2 separate regions of the Sus scrofa genome follow, and region 2 is linked to region 1. Evidence: chromatin contacts called from public Hi-C data. All regions are on one chromosome and are shown on one strand. The core of a region is the stretch at or near the end of the contact, and the rest is flanking DNA. Distances in the headings are between cores, read along the strand shown.

Region 1 (6,812 bases), core at 1,762-4,261:
GAACTTCCATATGCCACAGCTGCAGCCCTAACATGAAAAAAAGAAAAAAGGATGCTCCTACATGTTAAAAGGTATTGAGATAGGAGGAAAACAGGCCCTTGGGCTGCAAATGGCTGGAATTTGTGAGGCTGAGTAAATTGGGCCTTGTTTCTCTTTGGCATTTCAAGGAAAAAAAGTTAATGGCCAGGAGCTAAGCTCTGCTGGATTAAAAAAAAATAAGATGACCACATCAATCATAAGGCTATGGAGACCTCCCTAACTGCACATGCACAGAAAGGAGTCAAAAATGGAGGGGACAGCAGGCCATAATAAGTTTTGCTAACTTTCCCATAAGCCCTTGTGCTGGAATCCATCTTGGCTCAAAGACGAATGTGCATATCAGAGAGGGTCCTGGGTCCAGTCATGTTTGAGAACTAAAATAAGATAATCAGCCAAAGGAGAACAAAGATCTTGAAGCAATGACCCTATATAAGAGATTTAAATCACCCCTTTAACACCCTTTCCACTAGTGGGGCATCCACACGCCTCTCTGAGTATGTTGTTCTGCTTTCAAACCACTTCCCTGTGTGCTCTCCTACATGTGCTGCGCTTATAATAAACTTTGAGCCTTTTTTTTTTTTTTTTTTTTTACCATTTTTGCCTCCTTGAAACATCCTTGCTTTCAACAGGGGGCAAAAATCAGAGCAATTCTGCTTTTAGCCCCTAGCCTCTAGCCGGCTTAGTGGTTAGGATTCTTAGTTTTCACCTAGGCTGCCCAAGCCCAGTTGTTGAGTATCTATGCCAAGATGCTAGCAACAATCTGCAATAGGAGGCGCTATCTTTTGCCCAAAGAAGTGGATTGTGGACCCACCATACAAGTATTTATGTGCAACAATTACTATTAACTCATACTTCTGTATATAGTAGCCTTTTAGATACTATATTTACATTCAGTTTACCAGGCCAGGGACTGGTTTTGTTTTGTTTTTTTTGTTTGTTTTTTTGTTTTTTTTTCTGTAAACGGCCAGACAGTAAATATCATATGATCTATGCAACTACTTTGCCTTGCAGCACAAAAAACAATACCTAAATGAGTGAACATGGTTGTGTTCCAGTAAAACTACACAAAGAGTTAAATACATTTGGCAGTAGGTCAGATTTGGTCATAGTTTACCCACCTCTGTAGTATGCTAGTATTAAAGCAAATGGAACCATCATCATTACAAAGGCAACCTGCAACCTGGTGAAAGCAGTTATGTATGTTCTGTATGTTCTTCTATATAAATCTATAACTTCTATAAAGTCCAGTAACAAATTTATCTAAACCTCTTTCTTATGAATTGCTCCATGGTTAACAGGAGCTACAATGCTGATATTCTGATGCTACAGTTAGAACATCCTCCCAATCTGATCAATACATCCTTCAAAAGGTGTTAAATTTGACAGTGCTGGAGGACAATGTAGTTTAATAGAGAAATCACCAGTCAAAAAAACAATGCAATGGCACTAACGGAGCTCTCCTCCCACATTAGGAACACTAAATGCTCTCAAGTTATGTTTTAGGCAGTAAGAAAGAATACTGGCAAAGGACTGAAATTTGTGTGCTATAAAATGCATGCCTGGTAGAAATTTTTAGCCTCTAAATGATTTTTTTTAAAATTTATGCTCCTATTGCCTTTTTAAAAAAAACTCTGTAAATTACTGTTTTAATTTGTAATTTGGGTATTCCCATTCTTCTAAGCTATTTACTTCTTATTGTAAATATTCAAGGTATTACAAAAATCACAATAAACAGCATATTGTTTTTACGTATGTAATAGATATGCAGCATTTAAAATTGAGAGAAGAAATCTAAGGTAACTGTTCTCACAGCTTCAGCGGGCAAATGGGAAACGGAAGATGAATTTTATTTGCTTCCAGGCAAATGAACTATAAGTGACATCTTAGTATGCTACCAGCCTTTCATCTTAATATGAAGCTTGTAGTTTGTGAGGCAAGCAGATTTTTGTTCAAGTTAAGACAAGAGTTTTTAACAAAAGTTAAAAACCTTTCCCTTGAGGGGCTGCCTGTTATCCTGCATAGGACAGCAGTAAAAGATAACAGGAAGGGGAACAGGTTAGAGTTTGCTAATCTACTGATCTGAGCAATAGATTATGGCATTGCTTGAGAATCATGAAAATTAGGTTTTAGTCAAGTTGGCCATTAACTGGTTGTCTGCTGGTGAGCAAGCCAGGTTCTTCAACTCGGTGGACCTCAGTTTCCTCACCTGGAAAGTGAGAGAATGCACTAGACTAGCTGCTCTCAAAGGCCCCTTTCAGCTCTGTTCTTCTAAGACAGGAAGATGTCAAGCCAGCAGCTACGAGGGCACTGGCTCTCACAATCGAGCCAAAGAAAAGCATGACAAAGACTTACTTGGCCCTCACCATCTGTAGTCCTAGCTCAAGGCACCAAGGGCTTTTCCCTGCATTCCCTTTTCCGGCCCTCTCCTACTCGGGACAGAGAAGGGTCTCCCCACTCCTCCCAATTCTCCTCCTCCCTCCTTCTCTCATCCGGGTGTTCACCTCCTGTAACCCTGTCTTTTCCCAAAGGCTCCAGCAGACTCCGATTCCCACAGTACCTCCAGTTCTCTCAGCCCCCGACCGAGGCCCTGACTTGGTCGCACCCGAGCCCTGTAGGAGCTTGCGCCGCCCCTCCGGAACCATCTCCTCCGGCCCGGGCTTTGGCCTCACAGCTCCCGCAACCGGCCACTGTACCGACGCGTTTCACCAAAGAACTTCCCCAGGTGACAGCCGGCTCCGCCGCAAGCTCAGCTGTTCCCGCTGCTTCCCCTCTGTTCCCTCCGCTCCCTCCCGCAAGGTGAGTTGGCAAGACCCGAAAGGTGCTCTACCTGTGCAGGCCAAGCCATTAATCTCACAGAAAGCGGTAAGAAGGCTGACACCCCTTACCCACTCGTCTAACTTGAGGCAGCCAGGCTTCCCGTTCCCTGAACAGGAAAAGACAACGGCCTAAATCGCGGGGGCCGGCGGGGGATGGAGTTCTAATCCAGCCGCCGCAATCAAACCTCCCGCCGCCAGGGACTACAACTCCCAGGAGGCTCTACGACAGCTAACACGCCTCCCGCCTCAGAGCCCAGCCCTCCGGCTTCGGGAGGCGGGGCTGCCTAGGCGGGCAAACCATGACTGATCTGCAATCTCATGTTTGCACCAGAGGAGGTTGCTGGCCCAAGGCACTTCAGACGTCTGGGAGGGTGCACAGCCTGCAGTTCTTACAGCCCCAGAGGCCCCATAAGAAAGGGCTGACGTGACATTTCTGTCTAGGGTTGACCTCTTATTATCTCTCTTCTCAGGCTTTTCTGTGCTCTGTTCTTTCGTCACATGCTTGAACCCTGCGGACACCAAGGAAGGCTGGCTTGAAAAAAAAATTGTTGGGTTGGCACTTTCCCTCCCTTGTCTAGACGCTTACGTTTTTTTATTTTTGACGTGTTGGCATATTAGTCACTAAGCTAAAAGAGGGACTTATTGGAGGATTTTAGCACCCTCTCCCCATCCCTAATAATTTCTCCCAAAGCCACCCCAAGTAAAAATACAGTATGAATAAAATTAGCGTGCTTGTTATAAAAAGTCTGCTCAAGGTAAGTCTTCTGAAAAACATATGGCAATACCTAAGGTCTTACAAAGGAAGACGATGGCTTTTTTTTTTTTAACAATCAGGAAAAATCGAACAATGCACTGTCATGTGTTAAGAATCTAAAATTAAAGAGCCCAAATTTTAAAAATGGCTAATATTGAGTGCCAAGCATTTTACTTACAATATCTCTTTAAGTCTTTACCATCATTCTAGAAGTGTATATTGTCTCTATTTTACAGTTTTCAGGAAACAGTCCTAGAGCATTTAAATGAGTTACCCAAGGCTGAACAACTATCAAGTGGCAGATGATCTGGAATTCAAATTGAGGTCTTACTCCAAACTTGTGCTCTTAAACACTGCCTCTGTTATTGAGGGTTTGGCAAGGCCTATGATGCGAAGAATATTGCCTTTAAAGCAGATAAATGTTACTTTGCTAATGGTGTCCTTATTAAAAAATTTTGCAACTGCTCTTTAGCCTGTTTTCAAATCAACAGTACATTCTTTTGATAGCTCCAGTGACAACAAAATTTTTTTTATTTCTCTGCTTTTCAGGCTGAGCAAATATTTTTAGGCAAGGCTGAGAAACGCAAAAGTTAGTGGTATGGAATCGTATCAGCAAGAATGGCTGAATAAGGAACTTGAAAACTATCCCTCCATAAAAGCAACAAATAAGCTGGCGAAACCATCAGAATCAACTTTTTTGGTACTCCGGAAACTAATTAATTAAAAAAAAAGTAACAACACTTAAGAAAAAACTGCCGAATTTTGGCAAGAGAGTTCTATGATCATCTCAAGCTTGGCAGAGACCTTGAAGACAGCAGCAAATATCCCTGGTGTAGGTTGCTGGTACCAGAGGGAGCAATATGGATCTTATTCTAAAGGAGTTGTAATTATGTGTTTTGACCTATCTTGTGGTTGCCTGATGGTTTGGTTCTAGGGCTTACCTTTGTTTCACCTACTTTCAAGCCTCCCCAGGGCTGAGGCAGCTTCTGAGACAGTGATTGCCAGAAGGATTTAAAGCAAATGTATTAGCCACTGCCGTCAGGGAAGGGATAACAGTTGGTGCAAGTAATAAACAGACCAAAAAGCCTAGGAAGGAAGGGGCTGGGGAAGCAGATACTTGAGGAGTGAGTGTTTTCAGAAGCTTCCTCTTATTCTGGGGAATCTGGACACAAGCTCAGAAAAGACCTGAGAAAACCCCAAACTCTCACTTCTGGCTGACCTTCAGACTCTGTGCAAGCAGGAAGTGAAGGCTAATGCAGAATTGTAAAGTATTTTGCTAAGCCTTGAAGGTAACATACAGCTAATTGGCAAAGAGTGGGAGAGGGGTTTTTTTTGGGGGGGAGGAGGGCATTTTGGCTGTTTATTATTTGCTTCTAGGCATTTAATAAGGACATCTCTGTTAAATTACTAGCTGACTACTAAGCTAATGGAACAGAGTGGTTACACAACAAAACATACAGACTTTATAGAATTAGTAGACTGGTAGTTGAGTCTGTTTCTGTCACAATTTCCTCGGTCCCTGTTTCACCATAACAAAGCTTTGGAACGGCAGACATTTTACAAATTTATTAAAGTGAAAGTACATTTTCAGAGAGGGAGAGAGGACTCACGTGTGCATGGTTTTAAAAAAGGAAGGCGTGACTCACTCTGCAATGGTCTTTATACCCCACAGTGCAACCTGAGTGGAGACCCAATTTGATCTTCAGATTGGTCTTGGGCAGGATACCTTACTTGCTTGGGGAACAGGTTATAGGTGGCCAGGTGAGGAATGGGCGACATTTCTAGCAGGGAGTGAGAAGCCTAGGCTGGTCAAGGTGGGGGAAGGGGCATAACAATGAGACATGGCGAGAGGCTTTGGGGTTTAATCTCCTTCAGGGGACTTGAAGCCTGTAACATGTCTAGAAGCTTGATCGTATTTAAACTTGATTTTTTTTTTTTAAATGGCTGTACCCATGGCATATGGGACTTCCCCAGCCAGGGATTAAATCCAAGCCTTAGCTTCAGCAATGACAAATTCTTTAACCCACTGTGCTGGGCCAGTTGTTGAACCTGCACCTCCACAGTGACCCGAGCCACTGCAGTTGGATTCTTAACCTGCTGCACCACAGTGCGAACTCCTAAACTTGATTTTTAATTAATTTTTAAAAATTTATTTATTTTTTTGGCCATGCCCAAGGCATGCAAAATTTCCTTGTCATGGATCAAACCCATGCCATAGCAATGACAATGCTGAATCCTTAACTCGTTGAGTCACCAGGGAACTCCTAAACTTGATTTTTAAAATCAAGCCATTTGGAGTTCCCATCGTGGCGCAGTGGTTAACAAATCCAACTAGGAACCATGAAGTTGCGGGTTCGGTCCCTGCCCTTGCTCAGTGGGTTAACGATCCGGCGTTGCCGTGAGCTGTGGTGTAGGTTGCAGACACAGCTCGGATCCCGCGTTGCTGTGGCTCTGGCGTAGGCCAGTGGCTACAGCTCCGATTCAACCTCCAGCCTGGGAACCTCCATATGCTGCGGGAGCAGCCCAAGAAATAGCAAAAGGACAATAAATAAATAAATAAATAAATAAATAAATAAATAAATAAATAAAAAGATAAAAAAAAAAAAGAAAATCAAGCCATTATAGATGGGTTTCATACTTATCACATCAGGAAGCACATTTCTGGAATTCTTTCATTTGTGATATTAAGGCTATTCAGTGGTCTCAAATACTGTCTCTTAAAAAGTTCCCTTTCAGCTTTTCACCAGTTGTTGATGGTCAATAGCCATTGATGGTGATCTGCTAGATCAGAGGTTCATGTCACCTTTAGTGTCTGAGTAAATTTTTTCAGTGTCCTTAGTTTCTGTTTACTAAGTAGTTAGGGCCAAACAAATTAATGCCCTAATACCCTGTTTATGTCCTCACAACTTAGTAGCCATTAATTAATTAATTAATTAAAAATTTTTAATTATAGTTTATTTATAATGTTCTGTCAATTTCCTGCTGCACAGATAAGTGACCCTGCCATACATCCATATACATTCTTTTTTTCACATTATCCTCCATTATGTTCCATCACAAGTGATCAAATATATTTCCCTGCACTATACAGCAGAATCTCATTGCTTATCCATTCAAAATGCAATAGTTTGCATCTACTATTAACCCCAAACTCCCAGTCCTTCCCATTCCCTCCCCCTCCTCCTCCTTCTTGGCAACCACAA
Region 2 (7,431 bases), core at 2,212-4,711, 210 kb after region 1:
TAGTCAGCACTTGAGCACTCTGGTGGAAGGCAAGGGTCTCTCCCTTCACCTTGACCTTCTGGGCTCCAAGCTCCACCTCCAAAGCTGCCCTGACATCATTTTAGAGATTATGTCTATCTCTCAGCATAGGGGTGGGAAGTGGGGGGACTTCCCAGTGGTGCACCTGAAACGCCTCATTACCCTTCTTAAATCTCAAGTGTCTGTAGCAATGCCCCACTAGGTCACTTGCCCTTGGTCTGCTCCACACCGGTGGCTGGCGGGTTGAGAAACGAGAGAGGGCCTCTGCTGAGTGCTGGGGAATGGACTTTTGCCTGGCTGGTCTCCAGGCCATTTTCCAGCCCTGAAAACAGTTCCTGGAGGCCCTTGCTGCCCCTCCATCTTGCACCCAAGCCTGGGAATAGAAAGGCACCAGAGACTGCAGTGGCTTTTTACAGGGACTCTGGCCCCTCACCCCTGGCTCAGAGCCCAGGACTGCTTACTGAACACACCCTTCAAAGGCCTCTTCCCAGAAGCAGCTGAGCAGGGCCTGGGGACCTGCAGTGCTTAGCAACTTCACTGCTCTAATACCAGGACTCCTATCTTTCACCCGCCAAAGCCCAGCCAGTCAGTGACGCCTTTAGCCCAAGTGCTGATGGCAGATACCTGGGAACTTATGGCTGGCTCTGGGCTCATACCCTGACCACAGTGACATCAGATGACTTCCTGCTGTGTGGCTGTGACTCATCTGGCTATTGGGAGAGGTCACCGAAAGCCTGGTGAGATGGGAGCAGCCGGCTGCAGCCTTGCCAGATTGAAAGGCCGATGGTACATTTCCTAAGTTTGAGAAGTCAGTGCTTGTGTAGCGGGCACAAACTTCACAAGCCACCAACTCAGGGGCGCAAAAACATCACTACTTGCTATAACATTAACTTCTAGCCCAAGCCCCTGACCTTTTAAAGTAACTGCAGCCCAATGTGGTGATTCCTGAGTTGCCTTGGGTTTGTTAACTTAGTCACATTTGGTATTTTGATGCCCTGTCCACCAGGAACTGGGTGTGTGCATCACAGGACGTTCAGGGGAACAGTACAGTTTTGTCTCTCATTTGGTACCTGCCCAGCACTGGTCTTGGAATGTGCCTTTGGCTCCTTCCTGTCCCTGTCAAGTCACCGGCCCCTTTGCTCAACCAATTGCTGCAATGAGCTGGGGGACGCAGTGGGGGGTGCTTTCCCAAAGCTCTCTCCTCATTAAGTCTCAAGTGTCTCCAGCACCCCCACCCCCAAATTCTTCACTCCTAGTTTACAGAAGAGCAACTACTGATAAATCAAGGAGTGAGGGAAGCCTGGAGCAGGGCACTGGGACCCCGTGGCCTGAGAGCACAAAGGGACCAAACAAAAGGGATACCCAGGATTCCTGGCTGTGGTGGGCTCTCTCTGCCCTGATATCTCCCCACCCCCAACTGTTGTGCCCCAGGCACGTCTATGACCCGCCTGCCCCCAGAGTTCCAGATGTGGTCCTTTCCAGCCTACTTCTGATTTGTGAACTTACAGAAGGTCCTCGCTTTGTACCCCACACCTCTCCTCTCTCTCCTGTGACCCTCTGCCACCTCCAGCTGGTGGTGGGGTGGGGGGGGAAGTGCGCAGAGTGGGTCTCCCTAAGCTTGTTTGTCTCACACCTGGATGGGGCTTTTGAGCCTCCACTCCAAGGGTCTGCTGGCTGGGGAGAGAGAAAAGGCCGCAGGCGGCTTCAGTGAGTGGGTTTCAGAGATGAAGATGTTACCCTCAGCTCTCCCTCCCTTAATCATTTCTCAAAGCCTGAAGCATCTTCTGATGAACATTTGGCACATACCATACCCCTGGCCCTTCCTCTGTTTCATTTCTTCTTCCCTTTTCTCACTTTCCTTCTTGCCTCCTATCTTCTGCTTTTTTCCCACTACTCCCAGCAGCTTCTCATCCTTTTAACTCTTCCTTTTTTTTTAATTTCTTGTTTCTGTTTTTATTCCTTTCTCCCCTTTCCATCAGCCCCCTTTGGTCATTTTCCAAATTTACTTTTGCTTCCTTTGGGGGCTGGGAAAATTGGGGCTCTCTGGCTCTAGATGGCCAAGGTGACTTCGTAGGAGTTAGCACTTGCTGCCAGTAAGAGGAGCAGGTGACCCAGGACCCCAGGAAGTACATTCAGTGCGCCACACACTTTGCTTTCCAGAGCAGATTATGGGACGTGGCCTAAAAGAAGCCACTGGTGACCTTGCTCTCTTGGATCCAGTCATGAACTATTCCTGCTCCCAGGGTCTTGAGCTGGCTCTGTGGCCGGACGGAGAAGGCCATCTGCATTTTTTTCTCTGTTACTGTCAAACAGATATTGAGAGACACAAACAGGAAAACTTGCGTTTTTAGTAAGGTCACCGATAAAATTCCCATTAGAGTTTTCTAGGGCTCTGGGAACCATACAAACAGCTCTGTTGGTGCCCTATTAATAGCCTTTCTTTTACAATAATGTCAGAAACATTTTAAAATTATGGCAGAGAAGCCAATCTGTGGTTAAAAAAAGAGAGAGAGAGAGAGATACCTTCATTATTTCTCTGGGAGGCTGCAATAAAACACAGTAAAAACCATGTGGGATGAGGGGCTGGGTGGGGGTGGGGGTTTGAAAGAGGCAGGAGATGGGGAGAGAAGGGAGAGGTCTGTCATGGGTCTAGCCATCGCCACGGCTGCTGTCACATCGGGGGAGCATGTGCCCAGACCCTCCTTAGGGGATTCTGTCACCCTCTCCAGTGGCCCCTGGTTACTACTGATGCTACAGGCATGCTTCACCCCAAGAGTTGGCCAGCCGGCTCTAGGACCAAATCTGGGCTCTGTTTTTGTAGGGCCCATGAGCTAAAAATGATGCAGACATTTTAAAAGCCTGGAAAACAAAATTGAAGGAAGAATAATGTTTGATGACATGGGAAAATTCTATAGAATTCAAATTTCAGTGTCCATCGCTGAAGCTGAATTGGAACCCAGCCACACCCATCCTTGAATACCGTCGACAGCTGCTTTCGCTCTACAAAGGAATTGAGTAATTGTGACAGAGTTTCTCTCTGTGACAAAGCCTAAAATGTTCACCATCTGGCCCTTTACAGAAAGTTTGCTGACCCACCCCTGTGTAGTCCACAGTCATGGGGCTCAGACGGCACAGTGTTTTAACTTTGAAGTAGCTGCTCGTGGGGAAAAAGAAAAAATCAGGCTCTGTCATTCTGGATTTCTATGGGAATAGGGATGGCCCCCTTAGAAGGGCTCACACCCTCTGGCTCCCGCTGCCCTCACAGTCCTGGTCCGTCCGCTGCCCTAGGCTAAGCTGGAGAGTCCGTAGCTATTCATCACTGACTCCAGTGGTCCTCCACCCCGGGTCATTTTGTCTCCCATCCCCAGCTGGCAGACATGTGGCAATGCCTGATGTTCTTTTGGGAGGGTACCACTGGCATCTAGTGGTAGAAGCCAGCAATGACGGTATACCTACCATGCTCAGAATGGCCCTGCAACAGAGAATTACCTGGCTCAAGGTGTCAGTGGTGCGGAGGTGAGAGATCCTGGCTGAGCTAACCTCTGCCCTGGACCCACAGCACTTGCCATGGGTGCAACTCGGCATCCATACACAGCTCTAGGTGTCCCTCCTTTTTTTTTTTTTAATTTAAATTTTGTTTTGGACTCACCTTTACAACATCAACAACAAATATCTCTAAATCCCAATTATTTGCATCATTCTTATTAATTCACTCCTGATATGCTCTGTGTGTCCCTACACACGTTTTCATCTAGTTGCAAGGGATATATCGATTTGTTGGTGGTCTCCCCTTAATATTATTTCATGTGTAGAATTCCGAGTGTGAAATAGTTCACAGTGGCCAGGTGGGACTTCTTGGTGTGCCTGCATGTTGTGGTTTGCTAAGGATTGTTTTAAATGTCCTCCTCGTGTAGAGAGAAACTTCACTGAACATGTCACACAAAATCTTCTTTTTCACCTTTCTCTCCATTCCTTGGGGATCTTTCGAGAAGTAGAATTGCTGGGTCAAAGTTGTATGGTTACTGCATGACTGTGCCCACCCAAAGCTACACTGGTTTGCCATATCACCAGACCTGTCGGAGCTATCTTTTTGTCCTTTTTCACTGATAATCAGCCATTCACCGCTGTAACCTAGATTTTGTCAATTTACTGGGTATGGTTAATGAAACTTCAGAGGTATTCACGTTGCTTAAATCATTGTGAAGCTGAACTTTTCTCATCTACATTTTATCGTCCCCATGTCTGCCTGTCGACATTACAGAATCTTCTATTTCTAAGCTCCCAGGGGCACTGAGAGATCAGCTGAGCTGCTAGAAATTAGAGGTACTCAGCAGGACCTGAGAACAGTTGTCGGACTTTGTCATTTGGTTGACTCTTTAAAATATGTGGGTTTTGTAGGGCATTTTCAAAGAGAAATTTAACACTGATGTATTTTGTTCATTGTTTTATGTAAACGTTAATTAGCGACAAGGCCTGTTTGTGATCAAAGTATGTGTTGTCAGCAGTGTTGTGCACTCTTGTTGGGTGGGGGTCTGGTGCAGAGCCTGACAAGGTCATCAGCAGGCTTCGTTCCTGCAGCAGCTTTTTCTGCACACTGGAGTCAGTGGGCAGAGATTGCTCAGAAGCACAAACAGCCCCAGTCCACATTTGCAAAAGCCTAGAGGCCACCCCTCCCCTCAGCTCAGAGCTCCTGCCGGCCGCTCTGTCCCTTGCTGCCAAGAAAGGCCTGGGAGAGGTAAGGGGAGGGAGTCCGCAGAGCACAAAGCCAGTGTCCACAAGCCGAGCTGTTTGAGGGGATCTGCATGCTGGGGCTGCTGATTCTCTTTTTTGGGAATGGGGCCCTCTATCCTCCCCAACTTCACTACATGTGTAGAGTGAAATGCCAGGAACGCATCCTGAGGCCTGGGCTTTGAAATGTAAATCAGTGTGCAAACCAGAATGATGATGACAGTGAAGACAGCTGACCCTGTGTACCAGGAAATCTGCCTCTTTGTGAGCTGTGCCTGTTGTCTTTTCCCCATATTGTTCCTATGTCGATGCAACATGTAATGCATGTGCATGAAAGTTGTGTATCCTAAGGAGAGTAGGAAAATGTGGTTATTGTAACGAGAACCATCTTTCAAATGCTTTGTTTTAAGTACATTTAGATTTTGATCTTGCAAACAATAAAAACCCTCAGATGTTTGTTTTTTTTTTTTTGGAATGCTGTACTTCCATTTTAAAGTTTTACTCACTCAGATGTTTAAAATGAGACTTGAAAATGTAAAAACATGAGAGGTCTTGTGACTGTGGGCGACACAAGAGCTCCAGGTGCCCAGGAATCAGCCAGGGGGCAGTTGCTCCTGCACACACCTCCCGCCAAGGACCTAGTGGGGGGTGGGGGGGAAGAGGAAGGCCTTATGCTGGCTCACACCATCCCCCTCAACTCTCCCCCTCCCCAGTTGTCCTCCTACTTGATTCCTCCTGGCGGCATTTCACACTCCTACCAGCTGCTCCAGCTCCCTGGGGTCTCCCCTCACTGCTCTGAGCAGATGACGTGAACCCGCTGTTCCGGGAGGGTCTCAGAGGCAGAGACAGCTCCATCCCTTCCTGTGCCTCTGCTGTACTTTCAGCTCCTCCTTCTGCAGCAATTCCTTTCTTTCTGCCTCTAAATGTGCTCTGGTCACCTCCATCTTAAAAGAAAAGTTTCTCCTTTTTTATTTCTTATTTTGTTTATTTGGGTTTTCTCTCTCTTCTTCTTGGTGGGTCTGGCCAGAGGTTTGTCAATTTTGTTTACCCTTTCAAAGCTCTTGGCTTCATTGGTGTTTTTTTTTTTTTTTTTTTTTCTTTCCCTATTGTTTTTGGAATCTCTATTTTATTGATTTCCTCTCTGATCTTTATGATTTCCTTCCTTCTGCTGACTTTACGTTTTGTTTGTTCTTCTTTTTCTAATTCTTTTAAGTGGTAGGTTAGGTTGTTGATTTGAAATTTTTCTTCTTTTTTGAGGAAGGCCTGTATCGATGGAAATTCCCTCTTAGAACTGCTTTTGCAGCATCCCATTGATTTTGAATGGCTGTGTCTTCATTGTCATTTGTCTCGAGGTATTTTTTAATTTCCTTTTGATTTCCTTATTGACCTCTTGGTTTTTTAGTAGCATGTTGTTTAGTCTCCATGTAAGCAGTTTTTTCTCATTTCTTTTCCTGTGGTTGATTTGTAGTTTCAAACCATTGTGGTCAGAGGAGACGCTTGAAATAATTTCTATACTAATTTGTTGAGGCTAGTTTTGTGCCCCGGTATGTGGTCAATCCTAAAGAATGTGCACTTGAAAAGACTGTATATGCTGTTTTGTTTTGTTTTTGTTTTTGTTTTTTTGATGTAATGTCCTAAAAATATCAATTAAGTCTAACAGTTCTATTGTATCGTTTAGGATCTTTGTTGCCTTATTGATTTTCTGTCTAGAGAATCTGTCCATTGATGTGAGTGGGCTGTTAAAGTATCCTACAATTATTGCACTGCCATCAATTTCTATTATGTCTGCTAATATTTGTTGTATGTATTTGGATGCTCCTATATTAGGGACATATATATTGGCAAGTGTAATATCCTCTTCTTGAATTGATCCTTTTATTATGAAATAGTGTCCTTCTTTATCTTTCTTTAACAGCCTTGAGGTTTTTTTGTTTGTTTGTTTTTCATTTTTTGGGTTTTTTTTTTTTTTTTTTTTTTTTTTTTTTTGCTTCTTAGAGCCGCGCCCAGTGTGCATATGGAAGTTCCCAGACTAGGGGTTGAATCAGAGCTACAGCTGCCAGCCTACACCACAGCCACAGCAACACCAGATCTGAGCCATATCTGTGACCTACACTACAGCTCACAGCAACACTAGATTCTTAACCCACTGAGCAAGGCCAGGAATCAAACCCACAGCCTCAGGAATCCTAGTTGGGTTCATTAACCACTAAGCCACAAAGGGAACTCCTGGCCTTCGTTTTAAAGTCTATTTTGTCTGATTAGAGTATTGCAACTCCTGCTTTCCTGTCATTTCCATTTGCTGAAATATCTTTTTCTGTCCCCTCACTTTCAATTTATATGTATCCTTTGCCCTAAAGTGGGTCTCTTCTAGGCAGCATATTGTAAGGCTCTAGAAGAGAACATAGACAAAACATTCTCTGACATAAACAGTACAAATGTTTTCTTAGGTCAGTCTCCCAAGGCAATAGAAATAAAAACAAAAATAAACAGTTGTATCTAATCAAACTTATAAGGTTTTGCACAGCAAAAGAAACCATTAAAAAAAAACCCTGAAAAGACAACCTACAAAATGGGAGAAAATAGTTGCAAATGATGCAAGCAACAAGGGCTTAATCTCCAAATACACAAACAACTCATAAAACTCAACAACCAAAAAAACAACTCAATCAGAAAATGGGCAGAAGA

What was found. A called contact is a pair of places that touch in the nucleus more often than the background predicts.
Region 2: a contact with region 1 is called in a Hi-C map of liver, with 8 times the contacts expected there. The contact joins the enhancer-like site here to the promoter of SLC38A9 in region 1. A contact is called at or near these places in 5 of 47 Hi-C or Micro-C datasets (alveolar macrophages, brain, fetal heart ventricle and 2 more) and 1 of 2 datasets of contacts at active chromatin or transcription factors (alveolar macrophages).

What each region holds. Positions count from the first base shown.
Region 1 is chr16:34,855,777-34,862,588 of Sscrofa11.1, forward strand. It overlaps SLC38A9 (sodium-coupled neutral amino acid transporter 9), which reads right to left and starts at 3,012. Exons shown (of 16, transcript XR_002339779.1): 1 at 2,867-3,012. LOC102165748 (a long non-coding RNA gene) reads left to right here and starts at 2,700. Exons shown (of 3, transcript XR_308406.3): 1 at 2,700-2,835.
Region 2 is chr16:35,066,165-35,073,595 of Sscrofa11.1, forward strand. IL31RA (interleukin-31 receptor subunit alpha) reads left to right here. Exons shown (of 15, transcript XM_021076775.1): 15 at 1-5,203. Among named protein-coding and RNA genes, the nearest start is that of IL6ST, 82 kb to the right of the region's middle. Within about 2 kb of position 3,462, at least 18 of the 83 cell types and tissues checked have an H3K27ac peak or open chromatin away from gene starts, as enhancers often do. A contact at or near this core is called in liver, where this site is marked.